Regions from separate parts of the Mus musculus genome. Here region 1 is linked to region 2. Evidence: chromatin contacts called from public promoter capture Hi-C data. All regions are on one chromosome and are shown on one strand. Each heading gives the region's core, a stretch centred on a gene start, on an enhancer-like site or on the middle of the called end of the contact. The rest is flanking DNA. Distances are from core to core; before and after follow the strand shown.

Region 1 (4,073 bases), core at 882-3,381, 130 kb before region 2:
CTGCCAGCTTAAAGTGGCCTTAGTCCAGGCCCCAATGAGAGAAGACAAAATTGGCCTTTGAGTGTATGGAGGACTCTGCAGACCCCAGCATGCTGGAATATCTTTGAAGGCTTGAGCAAGGGGTACCTTCTCAAGGTAGGTATGACTAAATTTGGACCACTCTCTGTGGCAGGACTAAACCCTTTCCAAAATTGTGCCATCTTCCAGCGGCCAGGTGGCCAACCAAAACAGGCTCCAGGATCAACACAACGAAGCTCCTTGCAAATCACTTCCACATGATGGTTGGTCACTGGCCTTAGAGATCAACTGCTGTCCTCTGGAGGTGGGGGGTGCCACACACATGGGCCTTGTGGCTAGCATTACTCTCCACCAGCCATGACTTATATGGTCATGGGACACAGACTGTGATGTCCCAGTGAATCAATGAATGGAGGGTCTGGAGCATCCCTGTGTTCTTTAAGCCTCTGTTGAGAGAATTTACCCTGCCCAAGAGTGTGTGAGCTGGAGGTAGTGCAGGGGGCTGGGGAGGTAACAGAGGAACTGCTACCTTTGTGGGACCCACCAAACGTGCAGGTTGTTATGTGGGACCCATGATGAATTACCATCAACCATAAGGCAGAAGAGCAGAATTAGAGAAGCTAAGGTGGACTACGTAGGAGAGCCCAGGTCACAGACAATGGAAAGAAAGGCCCTTAGAGGCCACAGTGGAAGCTCACACCATGTGGAGTACAGGATCCACTTTGGATCACTGGGCATCGAGTACTTGGGGAAGCCTGCACCTCTTCCACACAGCCTTCCACTCCTCATAGGCTGACATTTAACCAATTTGGAGATGGGGGCCCCAGCATCCCTGGGTCAAACTTTAAGCCCCATTGTGAGGCATCCACAGGATGGAAAGACAGTATCTAGAGATGTGGCTACCAGAAGAATTAAGTAAGGTTGGCAGGGGTTCTCCATGACTGAACTCATGGCTTCAGAAGAAGACAGTGCACACACATGCATCTCCTGCTTCTTGTGGCAGGAGGTCTTTGTTCAACAAGAGGCCTTCTCCAGATGCAAGTCTCCCAACCTGTAGGGGACCATAGCATCTAGTCACAAGGTAGTGGCTCCAAAGAGTTTAAAACCCTACACCACTCAGGAACTTGTTAATATGTGGATTCTTGAGCTTCACCCCAGACTGCTGCATTAGAAATTCTAAGTGGTGTCCCCCTGTGAGCAGAGAATTTCAGTTGACTTTGGCTTTGGCTATGGTTCCACTGCCCATTATCCCCAAATACAGCTTAGTAAGCAGGCCTAGCACAGGGAAAGTCCCTCCATCACAAACTGCTCTCGCTACTGCCCTTCTGGTGTTAACTGAATCCCTGTCTACTGTGTGCACTCCCTTGGTGTCCCCACAGACATGGCATCCCTTGCCCCACCCCCCCCATGGAAGGGATGTGAAATGGCTAGTCTGCACCATGCAGAAGGTGGGGCAGGTCCCATAGGATCCTCAGAAGAGTGGCCAACAAGGCTCCTTCTATAACCAGAGCCCAAGGATGTAACAGTCTGGGCCTTCAGGCAAGATCCTGCTTCCAACTGGCTCACTTGACCTGGAGGGACATCAGGAGACTTACTGGGTGGTTCTCATCTTTCCCCAGGGGACACAACTGCCCTTGCAGGCCTACAGACAGGACAGCCAAACTCCTGTGGTACAGCAATTATAGTGCTCAGGCAGAGGACGACCCATGAGAGGAACACTGCAGATTCACTGTGTAAGTGTTGCCCACAGAGAGGACAGTGGGTGTGTGGAGCACTTCCTCCATCTGCCTCCACTATCATCACAACCACACTGCAGGGACCTAGGCAAGTGATCCCATGCCACCACATGCTTGTAAATTAGGAACACACAGTTTTCCCAGTCTGTCCAGAACTGGATCAGCAATGGGAGCCCAGCTTCAGGTCTAGCTGCTGATACTTCCAAAGGTAGATACACTTCTTGCCCGGCCTCCAGAGGGCGCTGAGAACACCAAGCTCCACAGAGCGCCAGGTCCTACTGTCTGTGATATTGTGAAAGGAAGAGTACACTGTCCCCTAGTCACCTATGACAGACAAGGGATAAAGCCAGGGAGAGAGGTTTCTCACCACAATTGCTTCTCGTTACACAATTTGTAACGGTCACGAGACAGTCAAAAGACCATGAGCTTGCACATGTACTGCTACGAGTATAGCTGCCCAGCGTATCTATTCGACCTACTACTGACGTCTCTTGGTATTGATCATTGTGGCTAAAGATTACTGTTTCAAAATACCTGGTGTGATTTAAAAAAAAAAAAAAACTTTAAAAAACTTCCTCTTGCCTCACACTCTCTAAATACGCCTGTGGGTTACTCTGACACGTGAGTTCCCATACACATTTGTAAATAAATGTTTTCACTCTTTGGCAAAGCTCTCTGCCTGCTGCTGCTGATTATCAAAGTATATTTAAATTGCCCCAATATCTCTGACCCTTAAATCTTAAAGGTATGCCAGCCACAGAGGGCAAACAAAGTAGGTCTCATTGTAAGTGGATTTTCTGAGGCTCTAAATATAAAACTCAAGACCTAAGACTGTGGCCAGAAACCCAGGTGTGCCCTGGTAAGTTTGTTTCTAGAGAGGGAGACTGAGGTCCTCCAAGGAAGCTATCTCACACACTGACTCCCAGTGTGTCATTAGTCCCCAGATTACAATAGGGCAGCTCCTTCCCTCCCGAGGCTTGACTGTTGGCAAACTGAGAGCAGGAGAATGACCTTGAGTCTGACCTTAGAGATTCCGTGCTAAAGGTCTGGTTATGACACAATACACAGTCAAGCACAGATCCCACCTGTAGTGGCTATTCCTGGTTGTCAACTTGACTATATCTGGAATGAACTACAATCCAGGATTGGAGGCTTACCAGTGATCTTAATCTGGAGGCTGGGTGATACAAGTTTCTGACCTGGATCTTGGCATGGAGATCTTGAGGCATAGTGGCTATGAATTCCAGAAGATTAAGACAGGGAGACCACTGAATTCAAGGTCATCTGGAATTAAAGGCGTGGTAGCACACACCTTTAATCTGGGCTACACCTTCTGCTGGAGACCTACATAAGGACATTGGAAGAATCTTTCTTTTCCTTATTTGTTTGTTTGTTTTTTGTTTGTCAAGACAGGGTTTCTCTGCATAGCCTTGGTTGTCCTGAAACTCACTCTGTAGACCAGGCTGGCCTTGAAGTCAGAAATCCGTCTGCCTCTGCCTCCCAAGTGCTGGGATTAAAGGCATGCACCACCACTGCCTGGAATAAGGACATTGGAAGAAGGAAGATTTACACTCTTTCTCTCCTTCTGCCTGCTTGCCTTGTGGGACTGAGCAACTGCTAGATCCTTGGACTTCCATTCACAGCTGCTGCTGACCACTGTTGGGAGTTAGACTGCAGATTGTAAGTCATCAACAAATTCCTTTACTATATAGAGACTACCCATAAGTTCTGTGGCTCTAGAGAACCCATAGTTCCAGCTCTGATGGCTCAAGCCAGATGGTGGCCACATGCAGCTGGACCTTCCCCTAGCACAATAACTGAGCTGCTGCCACCAAAACACCCTGTGGAGGCTGGACCAGGAATCTTAGCAAGCTGTACTCCCAACCCTCCCTGTGGGCTGGGTCCTGATCATCCTGGCCTACTTTCTTCACTCTTCAAGGTCACCATGGCTACTTTGAGGGCTCTATCCTTTGGGGAACCATGAAGCTGAAGCCTGAAGTCTAACCTGGAGACATACTCCCTAAAGGGAAGATCCAAGATAAGCAGGAGAGGAGAGCATCCTAGAGAAGGAAGTGCTGTTGAGCATGAAGCCTGCCAAGGATGTGGGCTGAGAAGTTGGGATGGCAAACAGGCTACAAGGGGTTGCAGACAGCTGCATCCTGAGTCACAGACAATGGGAATGTACGGGAACCCAGAAAAACAGAGTGGGAGTCTACTCAAGATCCATCTGGAAAGTGCTGGATCCCCAGCCCAGCAGAGGCAGCCAGAGCTGATAATGTCTCATGCCCCTGGAAGATAGCCTTTACTCCACGACGTGAT
Region 2 (4,131 bases), core at 492-2,991:
AACAGGCTGACTTCCTGGAACCCTGCCAGAGGCCTCAGCAAGCAAGCTGGCCAACAAAACAGCTGGCTTGTCTTAAATGTTAACACAATTATAAAGTGACACTCGTGTAAAGGTCTTCCCCCAAACCACCGTGCAGAAATGGGTCACATGAGACTCACAATCCGCTTTCTCAGAGGTGCTAGGGGCACACAGACCAGAGGTAAGTCTCCTAGTTTGCAGACCCCCCCCACACACACACACATGCACACGCACATGCACACGCACACGCACACGAACACAATGATAACTCACACTTCATTCATATGCACAGGGAAGACACATACCCAGGGACCTGGATGCAGCCCACAGGGGTCAGTCCATACCCTCAGCACTCAAACACAGCAGTCACACATATGTACAGACACAGTTGCTCACTTGTGTCCAGTACCTCCCCACCCCCCACCCCACCCCACCCCCACACACACACTGTTACCTGGTGGAATGAGCCTGTGGTGCTTGCAATGTACAATGGCAGCCACCAGAAGATCTTTGAGGACACACAGGACTTTACTGGGTACAAGGTGGCCACAGCACTTGTCTCTGTCCTCTGAGGAGACACTGAAGATGTCAGCAGTCATCCATGGCTCCAGGCCAGATGCCTCCTTGAGGACACCCAGGCGACAGATTGCAGGGCCATCCCCTGGCTCAGTGGCTTCTGACTCCTCGATCAGGAGAGCCTCCGAATCCACCCCCAGGAGCACCTCCACATCCAGTGGGTCCTCTGAGGAACGCAGGGCAAACTGGAAGGCCTCCAGGTCTCTAGAATAGTCAACAATGAAGCGGGAGTCCAAGGCATGGACGCGTTCCAGCACCGTAAGCAAGATATTCTCCGCTCTCTGGTAGTCCTGGACACGGGGTGACTCCCGTGACTGGATGGCCAACAGGTAGTGATGCCACAGGGGCACCTGCTCCGCCATGTCTGGAGCAAAGACACAGGGAGCAGGCATCTCTGAGCCAGGCATCCCTGAGCCGAGCAGCAGGCAGCAGGGCCCCGCTGGCTCTTGGGGACCGCTCTCGAGCTTGTGTAGACTGGCTCGGAGGAAGAGGTACCTGCCCAGGTGAGGAGCAGGTCTGCAGGCAGGGCTCAGCTCTCCACAGGCAGAGTTCCAGAGTGACAGGCTTCTCGCAGCAGGTTAAATAGCTGAACCAAGGCCAAGGCCTTTGAAGTGGGGTGAGTCAGTACCTAACAATTAAGAGTATCACAGGGGGCTGTCGGAGGAGGAGGCGGAGGCCCTACTCACCACTCTCCTCAGTCTCTACTCCTTCCTGAATCTTGGGCCCCAAACACAATGGCTTAACCCGAAAGAGGGGGTGTGTACCTCATGCTTCACACTCCACCCCAACCCAAAAGCTAGTCACAGTGTCTTTGTGAACTGGGTCTTCCTTGTCCTGCCTCCCTTCTCATGGCTCAGAAGCTCATGGCTGCCAGACCCTGTGTGGGTCCCAGGTCTTGCTCAGGAAGCTTGGGAGAAGAGCCACCCTCAGGTCAGACCTGGGCAGTGTCTTCTTAGCATTCCACAAATACCAGTGTAAATCAACCCTCCTCCAGCGGCCATCCATATAATTGGCCAGCTCAGCCCCTCAGGCTGCCCAGCCATCCTTCCAGCCTCCCTCTGAGAAGACCTAATGCTCACCTGGCCAGGAGCTGGGGCCTTCTAGGAGAAGCAGTCTCTGGCTCTGCCTCACGGCTGGAAAGTCTCACCATACAAACCCCTCCATACCTGCCAGTGGGTGCCCTGCCCGGTGCCGCCTCCCTGCTCAGAGTTGTGCAAGTCCAGACTGGCAAGAAGGAGCCGCCCCTATCGACCCTTGGCCCCTAGAGGAGGCCCAGTGAGAGGAGGCAGTTCAGTTTCTAGTCTGCAAACAGCCTACAGGTTGACAGCCTAGCAAGCGTCATTGGAGGTGCCATCTCTGCAGCCACACTGCGATGGTCTCAAACCCCAGAGAGCAGCATTGAGTCAGAGTTAGCAGATGGCAGGGTAGGAAAACTGCCCTGCTTAGAGGGGCTGCTCAGAGCCTCTGGCGGGGTGGGGTGGGGGGCTTGCAACCTGTGAGCAGGCCTTCTGCTAACCTCCTTGGGTAGAGATAGGCATCCCTGCAGCCTGCCCTGGCTCTGGCGATGGGGATGCCCAGAATATGGCTGCCCAAGGCTGTTCAGGTTCCAGAGGCCTGGCTTCCTCTACCTGTCACACTGCATTTGCTATGCCCTACCCCACAGTGTCCCCACCACTGTGGTCTGTGGGAGGTGGGTCCCACCGCACTATAGAATCCAGCTCTGAAGTCGCCTCGGCAGCCAGGCCAGGAAGTTCCTTCCTTGCTTGGAACCTGGGCTTTCCAGCTTTTCTATGCAGCCTCACCGGAGCCTCTTAAAGTCACCTAGGAGACCACGCCACCCCTAAGCAAGGCGCTGCCTAAGCTTCTCACCCTCTGTGCTGCCCTCCCATTCTGTGACCTGGTATGCCCGGCAGGCCAGAATGCTATCTGTCCTTTCTTACTTAGCCCCTCTGGTGAGGAGCCATAGTGAGCTCTCCATGGCTGGGACAGTGTCATCATTGTCGTCACTGTCCTCCTCCTCTCCCTCCCCTCCCCCTCCCTCTTCTCCTCCATGTATTCCACATCTGGGCTTGACGTCAGCATTCAGAACAGGCAGAATAGATGTGAACAGTGAAGAGCTGGCCCTGAGCTCGGCTTGGACACATGAGGACAGCACAGGGATTCAGTAGAGAGAGGAAGATGGAGTTGGTGGCAGTGTTCGGGACCCACAGGGCGGACCCAAGCCTGCCACCTTGCAGACCCGAGAGTGTTGATATGTAAAACAGGGGAAATGGAGGAGACAGTGAGGTCAGAAGTGGTCAGCGTAGTTCTTGGAGCCCACGGATGTCACAAGGGCTTGGTTACTAAACCACAAACATATTGATTCACCCCTCAGTGTAGCACAGGGACAAGAACACTGGCTCCAGACCTCAGGAATTCCCAAGTGCTCTGGGAGAGGCTGGCAGGGAGGGGGACATTCCAGTCTGAACGGAGTGCATGAAACGGATTTCAGTAAGTATGTGGTGTAGGCTCCACAAGGCCTCGACATATCACACATGTCCCGATGGCTGTCTACAGACTACACGGATGTTGCATAGAGACATTGTGAGTCCCCTGAGCTACCAGCTCTCTATAGCACACCTGGATTCCAGGGCAGAGAGTCTTAGGTCAAGGTACCAGTGGCTGAGCTCCCCCGGGAGGCTCCAAGAGAGCGTGGTGGGCTTTTTCTGGATCTAATGGCTACAGCTGCCTTGGGGACATCATGCTGCCTCTGCCCCAGTCTGCTTGGAGATTCTACCCCATGGTCCTTTCTCTGCCTTCTGTCTGTCTCTTAGGAGGAACCCTGAGGTGGCATCCGGGACCACCAAATAAAGTTTCCAATCCTCACGTCTTGCTCTGGCACAGCAAGTGGCCAGCTGCCAGCCTGCCACAAGGAGCTGGAAAAGCCTGGGCCCTCCTAGCTTTTCTCTCCACACAACCTCACGGAAGTCTCGTAAAGTCACTCAGGACACCCAGCCACCCCTGAGCAAGGCGCTGCCTAAGTTCCTCCTTATCCGGTTGCCTCTCTCCTCCTGTGGCCTGGAGTCACATGCCACCACACTAGGACACAGGCATGTCAAATTCCCAGGCCACCACTTCAACTCTCCACTAGGCAGTTTTGTGCCAAACTCCAGGTTTTGCAGCAATGACCCAAAGTCAGCACACGAGAAGGTAGGCACCAGGTGGTGCCCTAAGAAAGGCCAACTGAGGTCCCCTGACGTTCATGGTAGACTCTGGGAGGGGCCCCCTCCTCTTTTGTAAGCAGTGGTATCTCTCTCTGGAACTCTGTGGTCTGACAGGGTCCCTCTGCCTAGAGTGCCTGTTACCTATTGAAGCCCAACATGGACCCAGAAAGTGGGGATCCAGGGCAGATGTGCTCAGAGGCCCTCTCTGTGTGGCCTGTGAGAGTCACTGTCCCTACAGACTCGAAGTTCATGACCAAGATTTGGAGGTCACATGATCTATGCTCTCAGCTGTTTCCACACTCTGTTGGTACCCAGCAGATTCTTGGCTACCCAG

What was found. Promoter capture Hi-C pulls out the DNA fragments that hold promoters and counts their contacts.
Region 1: a promoter capture Hi-C map of liver shows a contact between it and region 2, with 2.5 times the contacts expected there. The contact joins the enhancer-like site here to the promoter of Mab21l4 in region 2. A contact is called at or near these places in 6 of 39 promoter capture datasets (the 3T3-L1 cell line, erythroid cells, frontonasal cranial neural crest and 2 more), 1 of 15 datasets of contacts at CTCF or cohesin (the NIH/3T3 cell line), 2 of 484 Hi-C or Micro-C datasets (embryonic stem cells and nephron progenitors), 2 of 115 datasets of contacts at active chromatin or transcription factors (pancreatic cancer cells and stem cell-derived neural progenitor cells) and 3 of 9 other capture datasets (adipose tissue, liver and pancreatic islet).

What each region holds. Positions count from the first base shown.
Region 1 is chr1:93,027,485-93,031,557 of GRCm38.p6, forward strand. All of the region lies in intron 37 of Kif1a (kinesin family member 1A), which reads right to left. Among named protein-coding and RNA genes, the nearest start is that of Aqp12, 23 kb to the left of the region's middle. Within about 2 kb of position 2,132, at least 11 of the 459 cell types and tissues checked have an H3K27ac peak or open chromatin away from gene starts, as enhancers often do. A contact at or near this core is called in erythroid cells and liver, where this site is marked.
Region 2 is chr1:93,159,129-93,163,259 of GRCm38.p6, forward strand. It overlaps Mab21l4 (mab-21-like 4), which reads right to left and starts at 1,742. Exons shown (of 6, transcript NM_001159940.1): 1 at 1,674-1,742; 2 at 473-1,222. The coding sequence starts at 1,001.